Linked DNA regions of Mus musculus: region 1 is linked to region 2. A link is a contact called in public HiChIP or PLAC-seq data. All regions are on one chromosome and are shown on one strand. Each heading gives the region's core, a stretch centred on a gene start, on an enhancer-like site or on the middle of the called end of the contact. The rest is flanking DNA. Distances are from core to core; before and after follow the strand shown. Region 1 holds the start of Atf2 (activating transcription factor 2). Region 2 overlaps Atf2 (activating transcription factor 2).

Evidence for each region. HiChIP or PLAC-seq counts read pairs in DNA pulled down with a chosen protein or histone mark.
Region 1: an H3K4me3 HiChIP or PLAC-seq map of embryonic stem cells shows a contact between it and region 2, with 30 read pairs. The contact joins the promoter of Atf2 here to the enhancer-like site in region 2. A contact is called at or near these places in 4 of 484 Hi-C or Micro-C datasets (brown adipocytes, embryonic stem cells, granulosa cells and 1 more), 5 of 115 datasets of contacts at active chromatin or transcription factors (the SCID.adh cell line, bone marrow-derived macrophages and embryonic stem cells) and 2 of 9 other capture datasets (adipose tissue and pancreatic islet).

The regions. Positions count from the first base shown.
Region 1 is chr2:73,889,846-73,894,668 of GRCm38.p6, reverse strand. It overlaps Atf2 (activating transcription factor 2), which reads left to right and starts at 2,030. Exons shown (of 15, transcript NM_001025093.2): 1 at 2,030-2,194. Gm10822 (a long non-coding RNA gene) reads right to left here and starts at 2,261. Exons shown (of 3, transcript XR_003953852.1): 1 at 1,930-2,261; 2 at 1,632-1,758.
Region 2 is chr2:73,824,948-73,830,054 of GRCm38.p6, reverse strand. It overlaps Atf2 (activating transcription factor 2), which reads left to right. Exons shown (of 15, transcript NM_001025093.2): 12 at 114-263; 13 at 1,377-1,583. Among named protein-coding and RNA genes, the nearest start is that of Chn1, 52 kb to the right of the region's middle. Within about 2 kb of position 3,089, at least 2 of the 459 cell types and tissues checked have an H3K27ac peak or open chromatin away from gene starts, as enhancers often do. A contact at or near this core is called in embryonic stem cells, where this site is marked.

The DNA.
Region 1 (4,823 bases), core at 781-3,280, 66 kb before region 2:
AGACACGAATTGTATTCATAAATCTAAATTAGAAATACGCATTTAACAAATGGAAAAGCATGATACTAAAAAAAAAGGCTTGCTTTTTAAAAATCAGTGCAAGATTTCACAGGCGCCTTAATCACATTTTGCAACTTGTACATATTTATTGGACAACCAACATCCCTAAAATAAGCACCAAAATCTTCAGTAGGAATAAGTATGTTTAGGAGTAGTGCACCTGAACCAGTTATGGAATTGTAAAGGTCTGTAAAGGTCTGTCTCTTTCATTGTCATTACACTAATCAGTCGTCCTTCTTCTTGCCCCCAATTTTAAGGACATTACTTTGTGTGTATGAGTGTTTGACTGCATAAACGAATGTGCACCACATGCCCACGGAGGCTGGAAGAGGTTGTCCGATCCCCACCCCCACCCCGCTTTTATGAGCAGCTGAGCAGGTATGTGGTGATAGGAAACTAAACTTGGGTGCTCTGCAACATCAGCAAGCACTCCTAACCATCTGTCCAGTTCCTTCCCCCGCCCCGCCCCCTAGTTTTTTTGAAACCTACTTCCTACATTAACAGGCATTTCTTTGGCACTACAATTTATAGAGCAAAGGAAAATATTGTGGGAAGAATGCCTCTTCTCTGCTGGGTTCTCATTGGCGTCCTTTAGTCCTCCTTAAAACATTAACCAAACCGGACGTGGTGGCGCATGCCTTTAATCCCAGCACTTGGGAGGCAGAGGCAGGCGGATTTCTGAGTTCGAGGCCAGCCTGGTCTACAGAGTGAGTTCCAGGTCAGCCAGGGCTACACAGAGAAACCCTGCCTCGAAAATTTAAAAAAATAAAAAAATTAATACCGATCTCTTAAGCTTTAAATGAATGAAGTGATTCTATTGAAATTAATAATTTTAATTAATTTCTTAATTCTACGTCAGGTACCCTGGAAGTGGAGTTATAGACGGCTTAAGGGTTACTTGCGGATGTCCTGGAACTCACTCTGTAGACCAGGCTGGCCTTGAACTTAGAAATCCGTCTGCCTCTGCCTTCCGAGTGCTGGGATTAAAGGCGTGAGCCACCACGCCCGGCTCGCATCCAGTACTGTTAACCGCTGAGACATCTCTTCGGTCCCTGAAATTTGTATTTTTATATCTAACTAAGTAAAGGAAATTTGATAAAAGAAACACTCATAATTACAAGAATTTTTCTCTAGGAAAAAGATCGTTGCTTTGTTTTAAAATATGGTGACATGGGGGTGGAAGACGGTGTATTTCCTTTTGATCACTGCCTTTGAACATACTCGTATGTAATATACCATATACTTGACATAGGGTGGTGGGGAAGATCGGCTCCAGTTCTGGCTTAGTAAAATCCGAACAAAGAACTCTCTAAGAAAAGGTTTCTATTTTCTACGCAGGGCTGACTTATTTTGCTTCAGTGTGCACATGGGGGCGGAGGTGATGACTGGCAAACCCCGACTCTCCAAAACCTTAAGCGTAGCTCTCTCTCCAGCTCTGGCTTCTCGGTACACGGAGAGTGGTCCAGAAGCGCTTCTCCCTTCATAGTCTCATATCCCTAGCGAAGTCAGAAACCAATACGACAGAGACATCCGGCGCCAGGGCTGGGCTCCTTTAGGCTCCCCGACCTCACCTTTCTTCTCTCACACCGCCCACGCCCTCCTGCTCGCTCCTCCGCCACCTGCGCGCGCGCCCCAGATCCGGTGCAGCTTCTCGTGCCCGCCTCCCGACGGCTGCCAATCACAGCTTTCTGCAGTTCCCTGGTTACCGAAACAACGGTCCTTGGGCACCTTGGCCACGCCCCTTTGGACCTGCTTCCCGCCTTTCGTGCTTTTCGCCCAATCACTCGCGTCCGAGTGTTCTTTGGTTCCCGCCTCCCCGCCCCCGCCCTCCTGAAGACCCGCCCTTTTTCCGAGGCACGACGGAGTCACCTGACCCGCGGGCGCTCCCTCGGTGGAAAGCAGGAAGGGGCGTGTGCGTGAAGGGGAGGGGCGCAAGAAGAAAGCGGCAGGGATGCCGGGAGTGGGGCGGGGAGAAGGTTTGTCAGTCGGATCTCGCGAGAGAGGACGGAAGCCTGTGGGAGCCCGTGGCCTTTAAAGTGCGATTCAGCCCTCTCCTCCGGGGCTAGTTTGTAAACACGGCCGGCCTCCGGGCTCGCGGGTGGCTGGCAGGACCATGAATTAGTGACCTGGAAAGGTGAGTAATGGTGGAAGGGCCACGGGCTTGGAGGTTGTAGGGATGCAGAGGAAGAAGGTGCTAACATGGCGACGTCGCTGCCTGTAGTCTCCACCCCCCGCCTCCCACCCCTTTTGCGCCCCTGCTGTGGACCCCAACCCTACGGACGGCGGTGGCCGCGTTGCCGCCTCTGGTCTGGCGGAGCGACCGGACCGTTAGGTAACGCGCTGCGGCTCCGGCCGGCCCCTCCCTCGCGCGCTTTCCCAAGCCTGAGCGAGAAGGAATAACGGCTCTTCTCCGACCCCTCCCTCCGACTTCTCCTCTGGTGTGGTCACTTGAGAGGTCCCCGAGGCGCCCTTCGGATCCGCCCATCTGTCGGGGAGACCCCCGCCGCTAGTCCTTGATCGCGCTGCCCAGAGGGCCCACGCTGGGCTCCCCACCGGGGACTCGGGCGATCGAGGGTTTGGGATGGTGCGTTGAAGGATTGGGAAGCAAGGGTCTCTGGCCTCGGTGGAACGTGATGGAGCCAATGGTAATGGAGAACCTGCTGGTGGTCTCGGCCTTTTCTGTCCTTTCTGCCGCCCTCACACTCCCGCCGCCGCCACCCCCCCCTTTCCAGGTGGGGCGGGGCTGAGGTGTGGGTGCAGGTTGATTCTGCTATTCCCCCCCACACCCCATTTACTTCGACCGGTGTTCTGCAGAGCTTTTGTAGGAAAATAATCTGTGCCTTTTATTACCCCAGGGACAAGGAAGAGAGGTAGGGAGAGATGTGTGTATGTCTCCCCGGGATGCTCACTCATTGAACCAGACCTTGGAGGAGATGGGAACTATTTTTATGCACATAGGTATTATAAAATTGTCTCTTCTTTAATGGAGACTCTTAAACTGGGAAGGTCGAGTAAAACTACCACCAGTATAATTGAGTAAAAGGGATACTCATGATAGACTCTAGGCCCATCGACTAATACCTAGTTTACCTTGTGGAAGTCACAGTTTCTTGGGGATTATAAACTAGGGACACGTTCACACCAGATGCAGGTAATGCTGTTTTTAACATCTGACCAAACACGGACTGTTCTGAGCTCAGTTTGTCCTGTTTGAAGAAATTCTTAACCCTTGGCCATTGTCAAGTAATAACCGTTCCAGGAATACTACTCATTTAGCGCCAAATGGCCTGGGTCTCTAGCACCCAAATGGTAAGACTTTATAAAGGCTTATTTTAAAACAGTTAACTCTAGATGAAATAAGAGTCTTGTATTTAAATTTGCTAAACCTATTTGAAGAATCCCTGCAATAAACTTTTTTCAAAAGTATAGAAATATTTTGTAGAGTATGCTAAAAACATATCCTATATAAGCCAAGAAAACTAAGTACATGGATCTTTAAGGCCATCGATAGTTGAGTGATAATTAAGGTTCTAGGTCTTAAAATCATTAATAAATAATTGGAGAGATGTTTAGAGATGTTTTCATGGGTATTTTAAAATTTTAAAGCTATATTGTTTTGAAATGATACTATCCATTAAATATTTCATGACTAACATTAAGTCAAGAAATCTAGGTTTGTTTTTGTTTTTTTTTATTTTTAAGAAAACTTGAAAACTTGAGTTTTAATTATTATCTGTACTCTCCTAATCAATTATATTGCTAGATCTAGTAAATAACTTTACCTTACATGCTGTTTCCACTCATTTTTGACTTTAGTCTCTTCCAAAATGATATGTGTTTCTGTGAACTGGTATCACTTTCTTTTGTTACTCTTATTGAAATGCCCTTAGAAAAGTAAGTCTTATATTTAAAGCAAAATTTGTATTGGAAGCTGGGCGTGGTGGCGCACGCCTTTAATCCCAGGCAGAGGCAGGCGGATTTCTGAGTTCAAGGCTAGCCTGGTCTACAGAGTGAGTTCTAGGACAGCCAGGGCTACCCAGAGAAACCCTGTCTCGAAAACAAAACAAAACAAAAAAATTTGTATTGGAACCCTCCTTGATTAGAAGTCAATGAAAGTAATTAGATAATTCAATGAAAGTGATTGGATGATTCAACTGACCTGTATGAAATTAATACATATAGTACTCCCTGTATTAACTTGTAGCCTACAAAACCACCTGTCATATAGTCAATGGTTTTAACATTTTGTGACTATCTTATATTCACATCTATTTCTATAGACTGAAATCTTGTCTGAAATGGAACATGTTCTATGTTTGTTTTTAAGATTTATTTATTTTTGTGTTTTGCTTGCATATATGTATGTGTACCATTTATGGGCAGTGCCCTTAGAGACCATCTTAAATCCTGAATCTCTAAAACTAGAGTTACATATTATTATGAGCCACCATGTGGGTGCTGGGAACTTATCCCAGCTGCTCTGCAAGAACAACAGGTACTCTTAACTGCTGAGCCATCTCTCCAGCCCTTTGTTTGCTTTTCTACCGTGCTAGGAAAGCTCTTTTTATTTTGTTGTTTCCAGACATGGCTTATCTCTGTAGTTGGCTATCCTGGAACTTGTTTGTAGACCAGGCTGGCCTCCACCTCACAGAGATCCTGCCTACCTCTACCTCCTGACCACTGGGACTAAAAGGTGTGCTCTTTTTTATTGAGATATACATTTCTCAAAATCTATTTATGTAATTTTTTTATTTTACAGTTAT
Region 2 (5,107 bases), core at 1,840-4,339:
TACTTAGTGTTCCTTGGCAAGCACTGTCTTTGGGTTAAACAAAGAGTACTTTGAGAATTAAATTGTATATAACATAGGGACCTTTTTTTTTTTTAATGGCGTTTGCATTTCAGAGATTAAAAGCTGCTTTGACCCAGCAACACCCTCCAGTTACCAATGGTGATACTGTAAAAGGCCATGGCAGTGGATTGGTTAGGACTCAGTCAGAAGAGTCTCGCCCACAGTCCTTGCAGCAGCCAGCCACCTCCACTACAGAAACTCCGGTATGTGTGTTGCTTTCATTATTCATCACTCTGGTCATCCTTAAGAAGAAAATACAGTGTAGCTTATGTGACTTCTTTATATAATTATAACCTATAGGCTTATAGAGTATAAATATAGCCATCTTAATTTGATATTTGTTTTGTGTTGATAAGGAATAATTTTTCAAGTTTATCCTTTGGAACCCATGCTAGTAGTCAGAAGTTGTTGTTCCTCAGCATCACTTCCAAGAGCTTTGTTTGGTTTTGTTTTGTCTCCCACACTGCCATATTTTATGGCACGGTTTGGGATTTGTAAGACTAAGAGGGTACCTAACATTGGGCAGTCTGATTAATGAATAAGATTTGTCCTGGGCTTAATAAAGATAACCAAACTGATCCATTAATGAAAACCAAGGCCCCTACGGGGCTCTCCTTACCTGAAAAATAAATATTATAGAAGTAACTATTTTAGTGCAACTGGCATATTTAATAAATTTTTCTTCAAAACAAAATTGAAAAAAGTTATAAACTTTTTTTTTTTTTGGTTTTTTGAGACAGGGTAGCCCTGGCTGTCCTGGAACTCACTTTATAGACCAGGCTGGCCTCGAACTCATAAATCTACCTGCCTCTGCCTTCCAAGTGCTGGGATTAAAGGCGTGCACCACCACACCGGGCTAAAAAGTTATAAACTTATAGAGATTAGTTTTCAAAGAATTAATGATATAAAATCAGTTAAAAATAACATTTGTAAAAATAGTTTATCAAAATACACATACTCTTTTTTCCTTTTATTGTTTAGCTATTATTTCTCTATTTTTTCCCCATCTGCTGCAGAAGGAAGCTTGTCTGATAATGACTGAAAAAGGCATCTATGAATATAGTAGAATTTCTTTAACAAGACACTAAAAATACACATATTTTATGGAAGACATTCACTGTTTATTGCATTGATCATTTCACTATCACACAGTTATTTAAAAGGGATTCAGCCATAGGGTGAATTTTGTTCCAGAGTGCTGATGTCATTAAGGCATATATCATGAAGTTAGCAACCCTCCCTTTTAATACTGTGTCTTGCACCTGTCAATTTACTCATTCCACACTCACAGGCAAGCTCTCTCCATATTGTCATAGGCTTCTCCAGCTCACACAACTCCTCAGACCCAAAATACAAGTGGCCGTCGAAGAAGAGCAGCTAATGAAGATCCTGATGAGAAAAGGAGGAAGTTTCTAGAACGAAATAGAGCAGCAGCTTCAAGATGCCGACAAAAAAGGAAAGTGTGGGTTCAGTCCTTAGAGAAGAAAGCAGAAGACTTGAGTTCACTAAATGGCCAGCTGCAGGTATGGGCACAAGCAGTTTGCTTCTATTTATTAGTTAGCAACATAGGTGTTGCTTGGTTTGTTGGTTTGGTTTGGTTTGGTTTGGTTTGGTTTTTTGTGTGTAGCTTTGCAAGACAGGGTTTCTCTGTGTAGCCCTGGTTGTCCTGGAACTCACTCTGTAGACTAGGCTGGCCTCGAACTCAGAGATTCTCCTGCCTCTGCCTCCTGAATGCTGGGATTAAAGGTGTGCACCACTGCTGTCTGACTAGGAACATAGTTTTTTCTAGATGATCCTGCAAGTATTTTAGGACATGATATATACGACACATATGTAGACTCTGTAGTAAGCCATGGTTTCCTAAACCTTGTGAATTCTGACCTGAAGTGATACCAAACTTTCAACCCTGACACAATGAAGAAATTTTATGTGTAACTGTTTAGTTGTGTGGTACAGAAATACTGTAATAACCTTGCTTGAACTTTATAAAGTTCAAAACTTTTTTTAAAAATCGCTATTTTTTGTTTATTTGTTCTGTTTATTTGTCATTTTACCTTTATATTAACCATAAAGTTGTTCCAATGGCAGTTTTTTACTTTCTTTCTTTGAATTACAATTCTGTTGTTCTTTCTTAAGTAACTAGCACATGTGAAAGGAGCCAGATTGACAGCTTTGGAAACTGAAGGATTCTAATTATCCACAAAATAGGTAATATTCGGCCAGTGGCATAACAAATTATTTCATACTGCCCTGCCGATGTGCCTCAAATACATTTCTTAGGATCTCATGTGTTATAAAGATTTTAAGGCTCCATTCAAGTCTTGGGTAAGATTTTTAATAAAAGTATTAAGGTAGCATCAAATGTGTTTCTTTCCTTCCTTCTCTCCTTCTTTCTTTCCTCCTTCCTTTATCTCTTTCATTCTGTTTTCATCATTTTGCTTTTGACATTGTGAATATTCTCCAGTAGTAGCTTTTGAACTAACAAGTAACTAGAAATTAATAAATTGTAGTTGTTTATTAATATAGGTCAAGTTTTTGTGTGTTTAACAACAGGACTAGAAGTTGAAATTGGGGCTTCAGTGGTCTACCACTAGTGCCTCCTTTAGTAATTTTGAGTTTTAGCATAGGGAGCTAAATTGCCCAAACTTGCTTCAAACTCAAGATCTTCCGGTCTCAGCTTTCCAAGTAGCTGGTATTGTGAACATATGAGTAGATCAATCTTTTGAATTACCCATTTCCAGTGAAAACAAAACTCAGTTATTATGAATATATGCTGTGCGCCTAGATTAGGCAGATCTACCACTACCCTCCATCTTCCACGTCTATGAGACTCCTTAGAACTTGAGATTTCTCCAGGCCATGTGCTTCTGCTCTACTTTTCTTCTTCCTCCTCCTCTGCGTCCTCTCCCTCTTCCATTTTCTTCTTCTTTTTCTCCTCACCTTCCCTTTTATCTGCCCAACCATCAACTCTCCTTTATTTTACAAATTAAGGCGGGAAGCAGGTTTACAGGAAATCACCTGAGTGCTGACCTGTTTCTTGTTCTTAGCCCCTCTACAGGAGAATGGGATTAACATCAAATATAATTACCCCCAGGGCTATCCACAACAGGGCACTTGTTTCTTAAATCTATCTTAAAAGTGTCACAAATAAAATTGTTAAAATACTTAGAAAGCTCTTTTTAACATCCTGTATCGCACTTACCCAAACTAAATTTTATAGCAAGTTTTCATATGTGAGACAGACATTCTTAGAAGCCTTTGTTGCATTTTGCATATTGTTTTGGTTATTTTAAGACGAACTGATTGCCTCTTACAAAACTTATTTTTAGCCATCTAACTTATAATATGAAAAAATGATTATTCATGACTTACTAAACAACATAAACTTCAAATATATACTAGAATTTAGTTACAAATTTTATCGTTATCATCCTAACAAATGAATTTACTAAAAAACTTAGAATAAAATTCATTTCTCATTTAAGTGAAATGAAACATTGTACATATACTGATTTATGTGTAGACCATGAAAACTATTCTTTGCAAACCTGATAGAATATCAATTACTATTACTTACATATCAACAAAGTGATTTAAATGTTTCTTTTTATTGTTCTTAACTAATAAAACTTTTTTAAAAATTTTTTGAAATTATAATTTATTTATACTTTGCTCTCCCTTTTCTCCCTCCAAATCCAGAATAATGCCCTTTCCAACTCTCCTTCAAATTCATGACCTTTTTTTTGTTTCAACAAATTACTACTTCATGCATATATGTATATGCATAGATGTTCCTAAATATAACCTATTGAGTCTGTCTAATACTACCTGTATGTATGTTTCGAGACTGACTTTTTTTTTTTTTTTTTGGTTTTTCGAGACAAGAGTTTCTCTGTATAGCCCTGGCTGTCCTGGAACTCACTTTGTAGATCAGGCTGGCCTCGAACTCAGAAATACGCCTGCCTCTGCCTCTGCCTCTGCCTCCCGAGTGCTGGGATTAAAGGCGTGCGCTACCACACCCAGCTGAGACTGACTCTTTGACACTAGACAACCAGTTGGCATATTCTTCCCTGAGGAACACCATCTCTCCCATTCCCAGTTTACCTCAGTTACCTGTAGTTCTTGGTGTATATAGGGTTGTGGCCTTGGGGTCAAGCCATCTAGTTTGGCATGTTCATTGGTGTCATTCCTGTTCAGCTCACATTTGGACAAAATCATGTTGGTGAGACTTTATGGATAAGAGAAGGAATTAGTAGAGTACAGGTGAACTATCTGATCAGGGAAATGAAAAAGAGAAGGGGGCTCCTTAAGGAGAGGCAGAGAGGTTGATACAGAAGAACGGGTGGAGAGGAGGAGGGGAAAGGAAAAAGCAGTGTACAAGCTGTCTGATGGGGAAGTGGGAAAGGGATGCTCTTTAGTAAAGGGGAGGCAGGTCTATACAAAAGAAGAAAGGTGGGTAAAATAACAAAGATGTCTGAAAAAGCCACAACTGGTCATACTATTATCTATTTCCAAAATTTAACTTAAAAAACTATAATATTCCATGCATGAATATACATACACTTTTAATGAACCTTTCTCATCTGGGCAGACGAAGCTTCTTCCAAGAGCCAAAGACCACCTAACAAAACCTCCAATGCCAGACATGAGATACTCTCTTTTTAGTTGTTGTCCAAGAGACTCACAAAACATACAATCTATTGCTGTTGCCCTTGATAAGCCCCCAGAGGTAGAAGGTAAGTTTGTATTGCTAAGACACCGTGCACTTTAGAAGTAGGGCTGGAGAGATGGCTGAGTGGTTAAGAGCACTGACTGCTGCTGTTCCAGAAGTCCTCAGTTCACTTCCCAGCAACCACATAGTGGCTCACAACCATCTGTAATGAGATCTAATGCCCTCTTCTGGTGTGTCTGAAGACAGCTACAGTGTGTGTGTGTGTGTGTGTGTGTGTGTGTGTTTGTGTGTGTGTGTGTGTATACATTTACACACACACACATACATAATTCATAAAAACAAACAAACAAAAAAAAGAAGTAAGGCCCAGAGATC